Regions from separate parts of the Mus musculus genome. Here regions 1, 2 and 4 are each linked to region 3. A link is a contact called in public Hi-C and promoter capture Hi-C data. All regions are on one chromosome and are shown on one strand. The core of a region is the stretch at or near the end of the contact, and the rest is flanking DNA. Distances in the headings are between cores, read along the strand shown.

Region 1 (4,242 bases), core at 1,395-3,894, 450 kb after region 3:
GGGCTGGGAGTGTTCACTCCCCCAGTACCTTGCTGCCTTATTACAAAAGGCAATGTGAGGTTTTCATTGCCTTGCCTTTTGTGTTTCTGAATGCTTCCCTAGCCTCCACTGTGGCTTCGTCTGTGGCAGCTGATGCCCTTCACTGAATATTCTAACTATATCACTGTTTTCTCTTTTGTATCTTTCATACGGTTTATGTTCCCACCTAGCTCAGCATAAACATGAAACAAGGGCATGCTGTAAAAAAAAGTAAGTCCGGTGGCCAGCCTGCTTAGAGAAATCAAGTCAGCAGAGTGAGGATTCTGAGTATTGGGTTCATATAACAAGCTATTGTGGAAAGATGAAGACTATAGGACTTTTCTGGGAAAAACAAAAGCAAACAAAAAGCCCCAGGTGGGCCTTTGAGTGATGTAAGCTAAAATTATTTTCCTATACAATAGCATCAGACATTCATGGTAAACTGCTGAGACATGAAACAGAGTCATTCAGAGAGTGTCACATGGTCTTGTCCTTGAAGTCCTAGCAGAAAGATAATTGACTTTTACTTGTATAGAAAACAAAGAAACCTCCTAGCCTGCTAGACACAATGCCTTCTCTTCCCAAACATGTATTTCAAGGGTGTGAATCAGGATGACGTGGCCTAAGAACTCTTGTCTCTGGTCTAGTGAATGCAGGATTTGGCCATGCTGCCTGCAGTTCCTATGCAAACTACATGGACTGGTCCAAAATGACTTCCAGCTGAGGCTGACTCCACAGAACACTTTAGCTAGGGAGCAAATCAGTCTGTCTGTCAGATAGAAAATCCCTCCAAGAGCTTCCACAGATATTCAGAAATCCTGTGTATCGATCGGAAAATATAGATGTGTTTTAGGCCGAGACAAAAGCGATACCTCGGTACTCTTTACCTAACACGTCTGTAAGGGTCTTTGCCTGAACAAGTTTCTCTGTCTCTTTCTGTCTCTGTCTCTGTCTCTGTCTCTGTCTCTCTCTCTCTCTCTCTCTCTCCCTTTCTCTTTCTATCTCTCTCTCTCAAATTTATGAGTAACAAGTATTCAGTGTAGACAGAAGTCTGAGACCAAAGTCTAATGAATTCTCATGATTAAAAATCCATATCTATCTATATATCTATATCTACATATCTATCCCTATCTCTCTCTATATATATATATGTACATATATATATATATATATTCAATTTTGTTTACTGCCAAAATACTGAATCAGAATTTTAAGTTTAAGAGGGAAAGTCTAGCATGATATAATTTTTCTCTTCTCCATCTCCTTTTTCTTTGTGTTGCCTCCATTACTACTGCATGCTATGAGGATTAGGGCAACATGAGTACTTTTCTTTTTTTTTTTTTTTTTTTCTTTTTCTTTTTTGGTTTTTTGAGACAGGGTTTCTCTGTATAGCCCTGGCTGTCCTGGAAGTCACTTTGTAGACCAGGCTGGCCTCGAACTCAGAAATCCACCTGCCTCTGCCTCCCGAGTGCTGGGATTAAAGGCGTGTGCCACCACGCCCGGCTGTACTTTCCTTTTCTTAACCCATTATCTAACTCAGTGGCTCTCACCATGTGGGTGGAAACCCTCTTTAGGGGTTGAATGACTGATTCACAATGGTCACCTAAAACCACTGGGAAAACATAGATATTTACATTAGAATTCAGAGCAGTGGCAAAATTTCAGTCATGAGGTAACATTAAACATAAGGTTATGGATTGGGGTCACTATAACACGAGGAAGTGTATTAAAGGTGGCAGCATTAGGAAGGTTAAAAGCCACTGGTCTAACTCAAGGTAGTAGACCATTTAAAATAATTGTCCTAACAGCTGCTGTCAACAGTATTTCTGGAAAAGGAAACAGAGCTAACCTTGGAAAATCTGTGGTTCTTAACTCCAAATACAAAAAGAAAACAAGGCTCTGCTGGTACAGAGCAGACCGCAGTCACAGTACCAGCGTATTGGCCTGTATCAGCCTCTGTCTTCTCCTAGGCAGCCTTGAATCACACCAGGAAAAGGTAGCCATCTACCTGCTTTCCAGAAGAAGGCTATTAGAGCAAGACCAACTTTCTCCTACATGACTTGCAGAGCTTTCTTATCTGGTACAAAAATAATATAAACCACCCTAGCAGTTACCCTAGAAAAAATGATGAGGTGTTTTGGGCAAAGACACACCCACCTGCATTCTCTCCTCTCTGGGGAGCAGAACACTGCATGCCATCTCCTTTCTTGTACTCAGAATTACTGTCAGACATCTGTTTTTGACACTCTCAGAAAAGCAGCATTTATCTACCAAATACACAGCTTTATCTCCTGTCCACCCAATTACTGTCGAATTGGGTTTTTTTTCTCTTTCCTTTTTGAATAATTTGACATTTTCAAATGAGGCAAAAGGATTTCTCGTAGGCCAGATATCTAGCTTTGTATTTAATTATCCTGTCCATACTAATGAGCCATTTAAATCAACAACCAGTAGACCAAACCCCAGGAGAAGATTTTAACACAGTGTTTGAAGACTTTGTCAAGTCCACCTTTGAGGCTGTCTCCTCTAATTACTAGAAATTTACTGCTGGTTTCAGATACACGCACTATGGGGGAGAGAACACATTACACAGCAGTTTCACTTCACAGCCCGTAGTCATGGCAACATCAGGGGATACATCTTAAAATAAGGAATACATTCCAAGGGCAAGAGCTTGGCTCTTGCCACCAGATGTTTGCAGTCTCGTTTTTGGAAATAAACATATTATTTGTGTTTTTAAAAGCCTTAAAAATCTATTTTAATGGTACAGTATTTTTTTTAAGTTCACCACAAAAAAAAAAAAAAATTCATGATGTTTCTCAAATAGCACCATATGCTCCATTCATTTTACAGCTTTTAAAAATAAGTTTTGAATTTTCTTATTTCAGAAATACATGTTTACATATCCTGGTTCATTCACACAACCTTTTACTAAGCACTTACTTTGTGCTGAATACCTTGTTAAATAACTTCCTCTCACTGACTTTGAACCTAGAAGAGTGCTTCCTCTTGTACAAACTTGAGAAAAATTAATGTTTACTTTTTTCCTGTTACAAATTTATAGAAATCACAAATACTTACGTGGTAATCCAAGAGAAATTACTCTTCTTTATGCTATGTGTAGAACAGGAAACAAGCTACATATAATATTATCTTTTTAGCTTTTAAACATTTTGATCAAAGAGAAGTGATAACTGACTGGGCTATATTTACAAAAGTTTTACACCACTATCAATCTTTGGAAGATAAAATGGAATTTACTGCCTGTGGTAAAGCTCAAAATTCTGTATTTCTGTCTTATCAAACTCAATCGAATTTACCATTCTATACTTACCACCCTGCACTCTTACAGAGTTCTATTGGCTCACTTTGAGAAAGTTATTAACGGTGTCTCCAATATGCCAAGCACTGTGGAAATAAAAGGATGAATCGCCCAGATTCTTTTTCTTTGGGGAGTATTTGGTCAGGTAGGAGGAACAGTTGTCTTACCAGTAATCAGACAGCAGCATGCACACGTGGCTATGTGAGTGTGCATAGCAAAGCCAGACTGGAAATTAGAGGGTTCGGTGGGTGTGAACATGGTTGTTAGGAACAGGTCATTTGAAGGCCTGCAAGGAAGACTTTACAGAAGAGGTGACTTCTAGCAGGCATTATGGGAGAACTGTGGGTGTAGCTCAGGGGTGGAGTACGTAGGTAACAAATGTGAGGCCTTGCATTCCACCCTGGTTTTCAATACAAGCACAGAAACACATAGACAATGAGCATCGTAGAAAAGCTGAGCACTTAAGCATTCTTTTGTCTTTCTCCTGCCTTCAAATTTACTCCACATTTTAAAAAAAAAGTTAAATTGCACATATTTTGCTCTAGCTACACCTGATAGTGTGCACTGTTCTTCAGCTATGTCAGGATATATTGGAGAATTACTAATCTTTCAGGATGTCCTCCTCTCTCCCATGGCCGTGAGCTGTGCTTTAAATCATGTACTTGATTAGAAGTGCTCATAACGCCTTCTTGAAATAACAACAATGTCTTCATTTTTAAAAATAAATTATTTGATTGAAGGCAACGCTATGTAGGTTCAACTTAAGTCTAATGATATGTTGGTCTCTTGCTCTGAGAGAAAGTTTGCCTTTTATGATCCAGCTCAATTCATAATCTTTCTAATTGCCACCCAGCATTTTGTAACTCGACTCCATACCCACAACTGCCCTCTCTCTAGAACTC
Region 2 (4,021 bases), core at 116-2,615, 290 kb after region 3:
TAAGCCTTTCATTTTATCTTGTATGCCTGTTAGAAAATGCAAAAATCCAACCAGAAAGCTGGGTATGGAGGACACATTGAACTTCAGTCATCAGGCTACTGACCCCACGATAAGTAAGCAACCCTGAAGCTACATCAGAAGCCAGAAAGAATACAGTACTTGGTACTCATTTAGAAATATATGATGAAGGAGAGCGAGGTGTATGTGGTAGGTGCTACCTAGCTTCTCGTGATGGGTATAAACTGTCCTGCTCTGTCTTTATAACAACCTCCCTAGCCTTTTGTTATTGTTGTTGTGCTTTTTGAGAGTTTTCATTTGTTTTGTTTTTCCATCCTGCCCTATCTCTGCTGGGTCCCCTACCTTGCTCGCTGCTTTTACCTCAGTTTGCATTACTGGTTTTGTCTCCCCCCTCCTCTATTTTCCTGGTTTGGAATATTGCTTCTAAGATTAATAATAAAGAAGTAATAATCTTCCAAATATGCTCTTCCTATCTGCCAATCTATGGGCAGCAATTCTGGCACAATCCTTAATTGAACGGTTCTTTTCTCTTCTGTGGTCTTTGCTTTATTGTGGATGCAGTGGCCCATGCTGTGCCTTTCTGCCATCACATTTTCTTTTCCAATCACTTCCTGCTCTGTAATTCTGAGACTACAATTCTCCAAAATTAGACTTTATTAAATTTCTATTTAGAAATATAAGTCATTTCCTATCACTTCCAAGATGAATTCCAAACCTGAATTGTCTGGAAAGCTTTTTACAAACTTAGCTCTGGTATACAGCAATGTAATATTTACACAATATAATATTTGTGTAGAGAATGGTGTTGTGTGTGCACGTGTGCTTGTAGGTATACTTTGTGTGTGTGCATTTCCGTGGTGGGAACAAGGTTATGTTGCATGTCTTGCTCAATTGTTCTCTGCCTCATTAATTTTGAGTTCTTGAACTGGAGACCACTGATTTGACTAGATTGCCTGGCCAGCAAACCTTGCAGATTCTCCTGACTACAGTGGTTGCAGGTATATATTGCCATGCCTGCATTTCGGTGTAGGGGCTAATGATCTGCATTCAGGGCCTCATACTATCACAGCTTGCACTGATCAATCCATCACTCCAGACCTTATTTTTAAATGACAAAAAAAAAAAAAAAATACTGTATCTTTATCTATGTCCTGCTCACACACCTGAGTAATTCAAAAGCCCTATTTACAGAGATAAGGGAGTCATCTTTGAAAGTGCAAACTGCAGTTGAAGAAGACAGCATTTTCTTGTCTGAAAGCTTCCTTTTTACCCCCTCCATCGTCCCTGGGCTAAGCCAACTCTTACACCCCCACACTGCCGACATCTCCTCCCTCTTCTTGGATTCAGCCTTGAAGGAGCACAGCTATGATATTGGCAGAGAGCATGCCAGGAGGAACAAGTCATTGGGTTCTGATTTTAGATGGATTGCTTAAAACAAATCTCACCAAAATAAAGGAACAAAATAAACCTTTCAGAGTGCCAAGCTACATACTCTGCCAGTGTCTCCGGTGTGCTTTTGATTAGCTGAATCATGTTCTGTTAGAATTCATGTGTAAAAATTCTATTCTCTCAAATCTCTGAATGTGAGTGTGTTTGGAGCTGGTATTTGTGACAAGGGTATTAAGGGAGAATGAGATCAATAGGATGGATCCTTACAGGAAGAGGAAATTAGACAGAAACAGAAGGATAACTACATGAGGACTGAGGGAGAAGGAGGCTGTCTTTCAACAAAAAGAAGAGAGGAGAGTCCCAGAAGAAGCTAAACCAACACATTAATCTTTGACTTTTAGCACTGTGAGGACATGGGTTTCTATGGCGACAACCACTCAGCACACGGTGCTTTGTTATGGCAGTTCTAAAAAGCTCATACAATCTATAAACACAGCCTGGCACAATGTTTTGATTTATTGCCATGTACCACACTTTGTTCTATGCAGTTTGTATATATTTAACTTATTTAATCTTTAGAATAGCTGTAAAAGGGTCCTATTTATACCTCTGTTGTGTGGGTGAACAAGCTCCATTGTGGACAGGCTAGTTAATGTTATTGGATAGAATAGCTAGAAACTAGAGGGGTTGTGATTTATAACTGCGATGGGTTTGAATACAGTCTGTGCTGCCTGCTGAATTCTATTCTATATTCTAGAGTTGGGATGCTCCTGACTTGCTGATTTCTCACTTTAAAACATGATTGTGAAGTTCTTATACATTCTACAGGTGTTAACTCTCCCATTTCATAAAAAAAAATTAGCTCTCTTTTGTTCTTGTATCTACATTATGGCTCAGATTAACAATCTCCTTCTTTGTGTACCAATTTCACTGCATCACAACCCCTATGTTGGTTGCAATTGATTGCAATTGAGGTGTCTGTCTCACTCCCTAGACTGGGTGAATTGGGTGTTAGGGGAGCTATACTTAACATTATATTCTGAAGGATGGAGCAGGGGTGGGTACCACACTACAGTGAAAGCAGGACTTGTCAGTCAGTGATACAACTCTTAAAGCTTGCTCTCCTGGATACTGAAATCTCTTTTCTCCATCACTTTGTGCATTTACAATGCATTCCAAAGAAGTACAATGGTGTAAATACCTAACACTCATGAATCTGTTATAGTGTACTCCATTAGGAAGAGAACTCTGACCCCCCCAGCTCTGCTTCTAAGGCAGTGCTGGGCGATGCTAAGTTTCTGGGCTCACATGTTTCACTCCATATCGATAAGGTAGTGGTAGCTAAAGATCATATCCAGGCAGCCGCATTTCTCAAACATCACTCATTTTAGCAATGAAAAAGTATTTCTGCTATTTCTTTTGTTAGGAAGCGTTTTTGTAGTGCATGCTGCCTTTGGAGAGAAGAATTCAGGTAAATATCTTTCAAATTTGAGCCAGCTACTACTTGAGTGTAACTTCTGGTTGAAAACCTTTAAATGTCAACTAACCACACCTGGGCTACAAATAATTCAGCTTTATCTATGCTGAAGTACTTAAAACAAAAACTGTGGGCTGGAGTAATAGACCAATTGTTAAGCTGTTCTTCCAAAGAATCAGGGTTCAATTCCCAACCCTATAGCCCCCTGTAACTCCAGCCCCAGGAAATGCAAGTGCCCTCTTCTGGCTTCTGGGAGAACTACGTGCACATGGTGTACAGATAATAGTCGCAGGCAAAACACCCACACCCATAAAAATAGATAAGTTTTAAAAATAAGAAAAAATATAACTACACCCAATATTATCAATGAGATTCCTAAAGTGGCTATACAAATGTACACTCCAAAAATAAATGATCACTCTAGATGCTCTATCAACATTGGTACCTGCTGTTGTCAGTTTTTGGTGTTATTTGTTAATTATTTTAAGTGTGTGTGTGAGTGTAGTTAGTTGCATGTGTGTTCAGGAGCCAAAGGAGGCCAGAAGAAGCAGTAGAAGCCCCTAGAGCTGTAGCTGCAAATGGCATTGTGAGCCTCCAGAGGTGGGTTGTAGGAACAAAACTCAGGTTCCTACGAGAGCAGTAATACTCATGATAGTTGAACCATCTCTTTGGCTCTAGTCTTCAGTGTTTTAATTGAGCTGATCTTGTAGATTTCGAACTCAATGTCATTGCTTTGGTTTCCTGATACTTAATAGGATTCAGCAGCTTTGGACCTGTGTGCTCCACATGGAATACCATTTCATGCCTTGTTGTTCCTCTTCCTACTGATTTGTCTATTTTCCAGGATGAGTTATAGAAGCTCTATGATTTTTTTCAGTTTTAGTGCAAGAATTTGAGTATTTTCTCTGATTATTGTCTTTCTACTTTTATTGCTTTGAAGTAGTTTATTAAAAATGGCCCCCATATGCCATATGTTTAGATGCTTAGTACCTACTTGGAAGATTGTTTATGAAGGATTTGGAAGTGTGTTCTTGCTGGAGGAGGCATGCCTTTGGAGGTGAGCTTCAAGGTTCTGAAAGTCCTTACAAGGCCTAGTGTTTTCTGTATGCAACTTATTGATCAGATGTGAGCTTTCAG
Region 3 (3,923 bases), core at 1,162-3,661:
TATGGAAAATAAGACTTTCCATATACATTTAATGTATTTTAAGTGAGGAAGAAAATGGCTTCTGTCTTATCAGCTAAAGATCCATAGAACCAAAGTGATGTTATTACAGAAATGTATTTGCATGCTAATGCACAAGGGGAAAAGAGGGCAAAGTGCATAGAAGATATTTTTATTTGATCTTATTCTATTACACTTTAGATTACATGATATGAAATCTGAGTAAAACAATCCCCAGAGCATGATCTGGTTTAAAGTCGGTTTGGCATGATTTTAGCAATTTGATAGTCTGCATGTAATACATCAGAGTGCATTTCCATCAGTATGGAGATTCTTTTTGCTGTTGTATAGGGATTCCTACTATATAAATCTCACCATGTACAGAACAACAGCAAAAGTCCCCCAAAGAAACAAACAAAAATCAACCCCCCAAAACCCCAAAAAACAAAACAGTCGCATTAATACTGTTTCTCTCTCTCTCTCTCTCTCTCTCTCTCTCTCTCTCTCTCTCTCCCCCCTCTCTCTCTCTTTCTCACACACACACACACACACACACACACACACACACACACACACACACGAGCACTAGAAATGGTGGCATGCTGTATAATATCTAGGGATGATATGTATATTATCTTTATGTAAAAATTTCTTTGTAATTATAATCCAAAAGACCAAAGGCTATTAACATTTAACTACTGCGTATCCAACCTTGCTTTCTTTTGAAAAGCAGTCTTACATAAATGCTATCAGACCTGTAAAATTCTCAATTTACTCTTTATATAAACATCTCATATGTTTAAAAGTTAGTTGGGTATCTTTTATTTTTCCATTGACATCATCCTTTCCCAACAAATAGATTTGGCCCAAAGGAATTAATTCTTAAACAATAATTATAATTTATTTAACCAATGCTTATGTCAAAACCATAGCTTATTTAAAAACCACCACTCGTACTTTCTCTTCAGAATCTTCTCCTTTCCACAATACATGAAATTCTTACAGTGCTTTGTTTTATTGCTTTATTAATTTGGGGATTCTCTCCAACAAAAATGAAAAAAAAACCATTTCTTGCTAAATTCTCACACTTATTATGAATTGGTTATCTTTGCTCAAGATTAAGGGTCAAGGCAAGCTGTAGTTTCACCCCTCCCCCACCCCGTTCCCAGCTACTCTGACTTCGCAGCAGAAATTGGCACTAGAATCTGCAGATCTGTTCCTGACCACCAAGGGGCAGGAATGTATTTCTACCCCTTCCTTATCGTCTAGAAAAGAGAAGTTAGAAATCACACAACCAACTCAGTGGTGGAGGTGGGGAATCTGACGAAGGGTCTTGCACATCGACATTTCCTTTTAAGACCTATTAAGGAAAGGAGGATTATAGAAATATATGACTGATTTAAGATGATAGGGATTTTCTCTTTAGACACCCTACCACCACCACCAAACACACACACACACACACACACACACACACACACACACACACACACACACTTTTTCTCTTGACGCAATTTGGAAATATGTTCTCTCTCGCCTTTCTTAGTAGGTAAGCCTTTACTTTCTCCCACAAAACCTCTTTTATGAAACACAAGAATAGGTATGTCTTAGGCTTGAAGGGTCCTGCTCAAACTCAAGCCTACCAATCCAGCCTTCTTTCGCGCCTGCAGAAGCTCCTGGATCAAGTTCTGCAGCTCCTTTCCTTCCAGGTAACCACTTCCTGAAAAGACAAAGAGACACCCAGGTGTCAGATGTCTCTTTCTAAGTTTCTTCTCGGTTCTTTCCAGGACAACCGTCCTGGGAGGCTATGTACAGCCTGAGCACCGATTAATCAGCAATGAGCCGCCGCAGCGCTTAGCTTCCTAGGTGTAAAACTTCAACCGCATAAAGGGCATAGGAGGGTAGCAGGGGTGCTGGGGATGGTGTTTGAAACTTTTGGGGACAGGGTTTCCCAATCTTTGCTTCTGTCCTACCGTTACCGTTCCTAGAAAGGTGAACGCTTACAGCACGGGGATGGCGTACACTCAGTGTAAACTTCCAGGATGATGGGTAGGCAGTCAGGGGGAGACGAGATTAGACAGGGTGAAGGAAGACGGAAAAGAACAGAAAAGGATGGTTGGGATGAACAAGCACAGTCGAAGGGAAGAGCAGGGAAGGAATGGGGACGGGTCTTGCAAGGGTTAAAAAAGAAAATAATCACCGTCAGCGTCGAAATGAAGCCAGATCTCAAAAAACTGTGAGGCTGTGATCAGAGATGACTGCAGGTGGGATTCTGCCATCGTGGTGCAGCGGCTAGTTTGAGAGTGCGCGGAGCGCGAACCTCGGGCGAGAGGGCTGCGCAGGCTGAGCTGGGCGCGGCGCGGCGGGGCGCTGTCCGCGGTGCTGCTCCGTTCGGGCGTCCTCCGGAGTTCTCCGCACCCCGCACCCAGTTCTCTGTATTTATCCCGCCGGCCCCAGGCCGGGCCACGCCTCCTCCTGCCTCCTTTTCCTAGCTCCCGCCTCTTGCTCTCACCAACCTTCTTCCCCTCCCCTCCGATTTCTCTCTTCCCAGGAAATAGCTGGAGCTGGAGTTTTGGAGTCTAGGAAGCAGCAGGTGGTGGGGATCCCTTGCTCAGACTCATTTCTCCTCACATCCCCCAGGTTCAGGGAGGCTTTCACTCCTGAATGTTAGAGTAAAGCAACATACCTAGAATTGTTTGATTTTTTTTCAGATGGAAGGGAAAGCTGACTGATAAACCACGTCAGTGGAGATTTTGTCTACTTAGTATTTATCGAGGCAGTTGAGTATTTGAACAAAATCAGATGTCAAGTGTTAGTTTAATTTGATTAATGCATACGTTGCTGTGGTTAATTGTAACAATGCTTCATATTGCGCTAATGGAGACCATCACGTGGCTGTTTAAGATGTGAGCTATGCTTAGAGACAGCAGAATGCAGGAGTCTGCTGCTCTTGCTGTTGTTACTTTTTGAGCTTGAAGCAGAATTATTGGAATGTAGTAGAATTAACTTATAAGAATTTAAGATGTTAGGAAGGAAGTGATTTTATCGATGCCATTAGTTACTTGCATCTTACAAAGTAGAAACTGAAAGAAATGTCACCAGGCTAACCAGTGACTCCGTAGCAGCCCCACTCACTGATTTTACAGCTGCGCTGCTTCTATCTCTAGGTGAGGGATTTTTTTCCAGAAACTGGAAATCATTAGAGGTGGGAAAAATATCCGGCTACATGTTACAATTGGTATTTTAATATGACAAATACTGTATTTAGGTTTTCTTTTACGTAAGTATTTCTAAGTTATCTAATTGTCCATCTTTTGAGACCTTATGGTCTGCTGAAAATGAACCCTATGTGTCTGGTTACAGTAACACAAAAGCAAACCAGTGTGGTATAAACTTTCAAAACGAGCTCATGAAGCGCCACAGGTTTCACGTGTGTCATAGAATATGGAATTCACCACATTTGTGTTTCCTCCAATAGTGGGATTGTGAGGCAACCAATTGTCTTCTCCAGACAAGTCCTGCAGCCATGATACTCTAAAGTTTTCATGGATGTAAGTTTTGACTTTCATCACCTTATCTGATTCTCACACAAATCTCAGACTGATATTATACACAAAGCAAGCCAAACTCTGAGAGGATAACAAGGATATTGTTTTTACTTAAAAAGATTATGTGCATGCCCAGTTGTTTATATTTTCATCCATTCAGTGAACACTTATCAACAGCTTTTGGGTCAGGTACTTTGCTAGGTCCTGCAAGTAGTGCAATAAAACGTATTAACCTTACCTTCTGTGGCTTACAAAGGTAAAGGGGCATTTGACCCAATACACGTCAGTTACTTTTGTTCATATACCTCTTAATTTCCAGGGAAAACTGAATCTCAGCCTACCCAAGTCACATCCTCATACAAAAGTTTGTTCCTCGGT
Region 4 (4,042 bases), core at 973-3,472, 330 kb after region 3:
CATAGATCAGACCCTTCAACTACTGTGTCTTCTCTACTATAATGTATTATTCCCTCTGAGCTGGTAGCCAAGGTAATCTCACTTAAGTTGTTTCCATCCAGTATTTTGTCTTGGTGACAAGAAAAGACTAGCTCAATATACCTTCACATACAAATGGCAATAATAACATGCTATAAACAAAAAGGGCTGAGTTCTGCCGTGTTTATTGCTGTTGGCTATCATTTGGCAGAGGCAAGTGAGAGAGATCCCCAGATGGGAAATGGGGAGATGCCTCACTGAATTAGTCTGCTGAGAAACGTACTCATCCTTGTAGCGCCCCCAAAATGAAATGTGCACCTGCAGTTATCTGGGATGACTAAAAGAAGTCAATGAGTCAGCAGAAACTTAGGAAAGAGCCAAAGGAGATTGGCAAGTTGGTTCAGAATAGGTAAATTTTTGAGAAGCATGTCAGTGAAGCTACTACACAGAACTAGGTTGGGGTTCTTTGTTTTGTTTTTGTTTTTGTTTTGTTTTGTTTAAAGCTGCACATGCCTGGAATTAGGAGGATCTATAATGCCAGTTGAGCCATTTTTTTTTCAAACACAATTCCCCACAGTTCTGTATATGGCATTGAAAAAGTAGATGAAAACTAAATGAAATGCAAACACTCGTCAGTGTTGTCTAATCTACTCCCACTAACAGTTGTGTAAATACTGAAAAATGTTAGCTTCAAGGTATTAGTTTTCCAAGAGCACAGCACATCATAAAAGCATTCTCTCATAATGTTGTTTCCTTGATGATGTATGAATATCAGAGAGATGATACAACATAGGGAACCTGAAAATAGAAGGCTTCAGGTGTGCTCCATTTCCTGCTGCTGAGCCATGATTAGGACTCTTGATAGGAAGGGAAGAAATGTTTCATTGTTAAAAAAGCATGCCCTAATATCAGAACTTACTGTTTGAGGTTTCCCTTAATTTTCAAGCTGCATATAACTTTAAAACTTTGAAAATAAACTTGAAATTAAAATCAATCATCACCTTGCTTGTCTGGAGCAGAAAAATACATACATTCTTATTTGGAACTTTTATTTTATTCCAAATATTATCATTACAGCAGTATCTTGCATTTAAGCATTTTGTATTGTAACATAGACTCTCACCTTTCTCTAGACAGTAGTAAAAAGATAACCAAGAGAACTCTGTCTAACTATGAAGCTGTAAAGAGACCAGATGAATGAAAAGTAGAAACCACGTAGGGTCACTTTCAAGATCACCCAGGGTGTACTGCATCCCTGCAAAGAGCTCACAGAGATAAAAGAAATTTATATATCTCCTGCTTAAAAGAAAACTATTTACCCATCCACATAATTTGAATCACTATGTCTTTTCATTTATAAAGTTGTTATATCTCCTTATATTTACCCTATCCTATTTTTGTAAACACACCTGAGAGTACGGGGCACTGTAGCTCTGCCTCTATCACAGACACCTGAACCACCTTTACTTGTGTAAACATCAAACTGGCAATCACGAAAGGAACAAAAATTGATTCTGTTTTATTTTTCAGATGCTTCCCTAACCCTTTGGGTATACTGGATACATTATCTTGGTGTCAATTTCTGCCTCGGGTCCCTCAACCTTTTTCTTCTACAACTCCTTCAATGCTTTGTATAGATCCCTCTTACATTCTTAGTAGAGTATACTTCGACTTATCTTTCAAAATTTACCCTGATGGGCCCAACTCTATTATCATTTTTTCCCATAAGTTGTCTGACTAAGCTTCCAGCAGTTTGTTCCTGTTTAGGTATCAGTTCTCCACTAAAGAATGTAAACTCTAGGAAAGCAAGGGCCATTGTTTTATTTGCTGATGAAAATGTAACACGCGTTGAATGGAGGAATAAGTAAGCTAATTGATCCCTTTTGTCTTCCTCTAGGTAACTCAATACTATTAGAACTTTTGATGCAAAAGTCTTCAAGAATGGTCAACAGAAAATATTGACAACACATGTGCTGACTACATTCTACCAAGAGGAAAAGAAGAACTTCTTGCAGAGAAGGAGAAAGGATGCTGGAAGTCTACTCCAGCACTTACTAATAGAGTGTAACAAATTATGGGGTTTTAGAAATTCAATTTAGCTCTCAACATGCGCCGTTTCACCACCTGCGTACACAAGAGTCACACCCACACGAGTTCCCTCTGCCAGCTCCATCTCGTCCCTCCTCCTCATTAGCCAACACCTAATTACATACTAATTGGCTCAGAGAACACAAGCTTGTTATTGCACTAAAAACACTCAGAGCTCCCCCACAGACAGATTCTCATGAAAACCAAATATAAAAGGAGTTGGCCTTGTGCCTGGTTTTCATCAAGACATAGCTAGATTCTTCTAGCTCCTTCCTGGCCACAAAGTTAGGCTTCGCTCTTATGCTTCTGTGAAGTAATTTTCTTCAGGGACACATTGAAGTAGTTAGTACCAGCCAAATGGACCGAACCAGATTTGAGTGTGTCATAACCATAACAATTTCATAAATAAAGGACTTCACAATGACCTTGATCATTATATGACTGCTTCGTTAGTCATAGAGAGCCACAGTTAATCAGGAACAGTTTCTCATTAAACTTACTATTGTTCTCCCCTTGTGATCTCTAGATGTCAATATTCTCCCACTATTGCTACCTCAGATTAGACAAACTGACTTTCTAAACTCATTTGAGAGCATGAACATGCTTTCTCTTTGCTGAACTTTCTCTTCTCCCAACAAAAACATAGCAAACAGTTTCTATTATCACAGCATAGTTACGTGAGCTGTGATTAATGGCATAGAAGCCATAGGAGTATGTTTTGAGATGCAGGTTTCAAAGCTGTTCGATTTTTCTCAACCAAGTTCTGGCATTGTAATTGCCAGTGATAGGCAGCCCCACAGAGGAGACATTGCAAAATACAGAGGACCACTTGTGCAAACAAGGACCACTTGTGGTACAATTTATCTCCCATAGTCCACTGGTGTGGGAGAGGTGGAGGTAACACTAGAGAGAAGACTGTTGTCATGCTAGGAAGCAGAAATCACTGCCATGGCTAAAATAATTAGGAGCAAGGGAAATAGAAGCCCCAAGCTGTATCCTTCTATCCAAATGAGCCACTGACTGAGGCCAATTGTACACATAAAGAAAATCTGGAACCTTGGAAGAAATTTATATACAGATTGTAGTTGCTAGCCTTTAAAGGGGCTGAGATGGGATTTCCTATTTGGAAACATGGGAATTCTTACAATGTTATCCAATAAAATTCCAGGAGAATTCAAACATCTCTTATATGATGCTGCCATTATTCTATGAACAACTGTAGACATCGAAAAGCTACTTTGCAATTCCATTGTCTTTAAGGAAGTTTTAACTTTTATATACTCATTTAAGTATTATAAAATGGCAGCTGACAATTATATATGTGTAACTCTATTTGGTCTTTAAAGATTCAGATATTTTTCATTTAAAGCTCATACTTGAAGCCTACATTCAACAGCCACAGAAGGAATCCTCAGGTGCTGGGATGATGCTGTAGTCCCCCATTCCTTAATGTTAAAGTTCCTCATATGAGAAAGTTTAACACCTAGTTAATAAATACATAGAGTAAAATGACGGCAACAGGGGACTAGTGAGTAGAGAGACTGGGGAGATGCTGGTCAAAGAACATTTAGTGGGACAGAAGATACACTACAGAGTTCATATTAAAAAATACACTAGAGCACCCTTAAAAATTGTTTGGAGAGTAGATTTTAAAACTTTTCTTATTGTTACAAAAACAGATAATTATATGGGATAATACATATGTTAATGGCATTATTGCCAGACTGTCTCTGACCCACCTGCCACCCAAGTAATGAAACTGAGACCTTTTATTAATTATGACAGCTTAGCCTTCGCTTAAGCTTGTTCCAACTAGCTCATAACTTATGTTAATCCATTATTAGTATACTAATTCACATCCTGCCACATTGCTTGTTACTTCTCCTCAGTACCGGCACCTGTTTCTTTTTCTCTTTCTGGGGTGGTGAATCTCTCC

Evidence for each region. Promoter capture Hi-C pulls out the DNA fragments that hold promoters and counts their contacts. Hi-C and Micro-C count contacts between places; a contact is called where the count stands out from the background.
Region 1: a promoter capture Hi-C map of hippocampal neurons shows a contact between it and region 3, with 5 times the contacts expected there. The contact joins the enhancer-like site here to the promoter of Calb1 in region 3. A contact is called at or near these places in 9 of 39 promoter capture datasets (cranial neural crest, embryonic stem cells, frontonasal cranial neural crest and 4 more), 1 of 484 Hi-C or Micro-C datasets (cortical neurons), 2 of 115 datasets of contacts at active chromatin or transcription factors (SST interneurons and forebrain) and 1 of 9 other capture datasets (pancreatic islet).
Region 2: a contact with region 3 is called in a Hi-C map of cerebellar granule neurons, with 4 times the contacts expected there. The contact joins the enhancer-like site here to the promoter of Calb1 in region 3. A contact is called at or near these places in 4 of 39 promoter capture datasets (the HPC-7 cell line, hippocampal neurons, liver and 1 more) and 5 of 484 Hi-C or Micro-C datasets (cerebellar granule neurons, cerebral cortex, cortical neurons and 2 more).
Region 4: a Hi-C map of ventral hippocampal neurons shows a contact between it and region 3, with 2.6 times the contacts expected there. The contact joins the enhancer-like site here to the promoter of Calb1 in region 3. A contact is called at or near these places in 7 of 39 promoter capture datasets (the HPC-7 cell line, hippocampal neurons, liver and 3 more), 3 of 484 Hi-C or Micro-C datasets (cerebral cortex, cortical neurons and ventral hippocampal neurons) and 2 of 9 other capture datasets (adipose tissue and pancreatic islet).

The regions. Positions count from the first base shown.
Region 1 is chr4:15,433,678-15,437,919 of GRCm38.p6, reverse strand. No RefSeq gene overlaps it. Among named protein-coding and RNA genes, the nearest start is that of Gm24317, 53 kb to the right of the region's middle. Within about 2 kb of position 2,644, at least 20 of the 459 cell types and tissues checked have an H3K27ac peak or open chromatin away from gene starts, as enhancers often do. A contact at or near this core is called in SST interneurons, cortical neurons and hippocampal neurons, where this site is marked.
Region 2 is chr4:15,592,050-15,596,070 of GRCm38.p6, reverse strand. No RefSeq gene overlaps it. Among named protein-coding and RNA genes, the nearest start is that of Gm24317, 210 kb to the right of the region's middle. Within about 2 kb of position 1,365, at least 19 of the 459 cell types and tissues checked have an H3K27ac peak or open chromatin away from gene starts, as enhancers often do. A contact at or near this core is called in cerebellar granule neurons, cortical neurons, hippocampal neurons and 1 more, where this site is marked.
Region 3 is chr4:15,879,752-15,883,674 of GRCm38.p6, reverse strand. Calb1 (calbindin 1) reads right to left here and starts at 2,411. Exons shown (of 11, transcript NM_009788.4): 1 at 2,198-2,411; 2 at 1,641-1,717. The coding sequence starts at 2,276.
Region 4 is chr4:15,548,846-15,552,887 of GRCm38.p6, reverse strand. No RefSeq gene overlaps it. Among named protein-coding and RNA genes, the nearest start is that of Gm24317, 170 kb to the right of the region's middle. Within about 2 kb of position 2,222, at least 14 of the 459 cell types and tissues checked have an H3K27ac peak or open chromatin away from gene starts, as enhancers often do. A contact at or near this core is called in ventral hippocampal neurons, where this site is marked.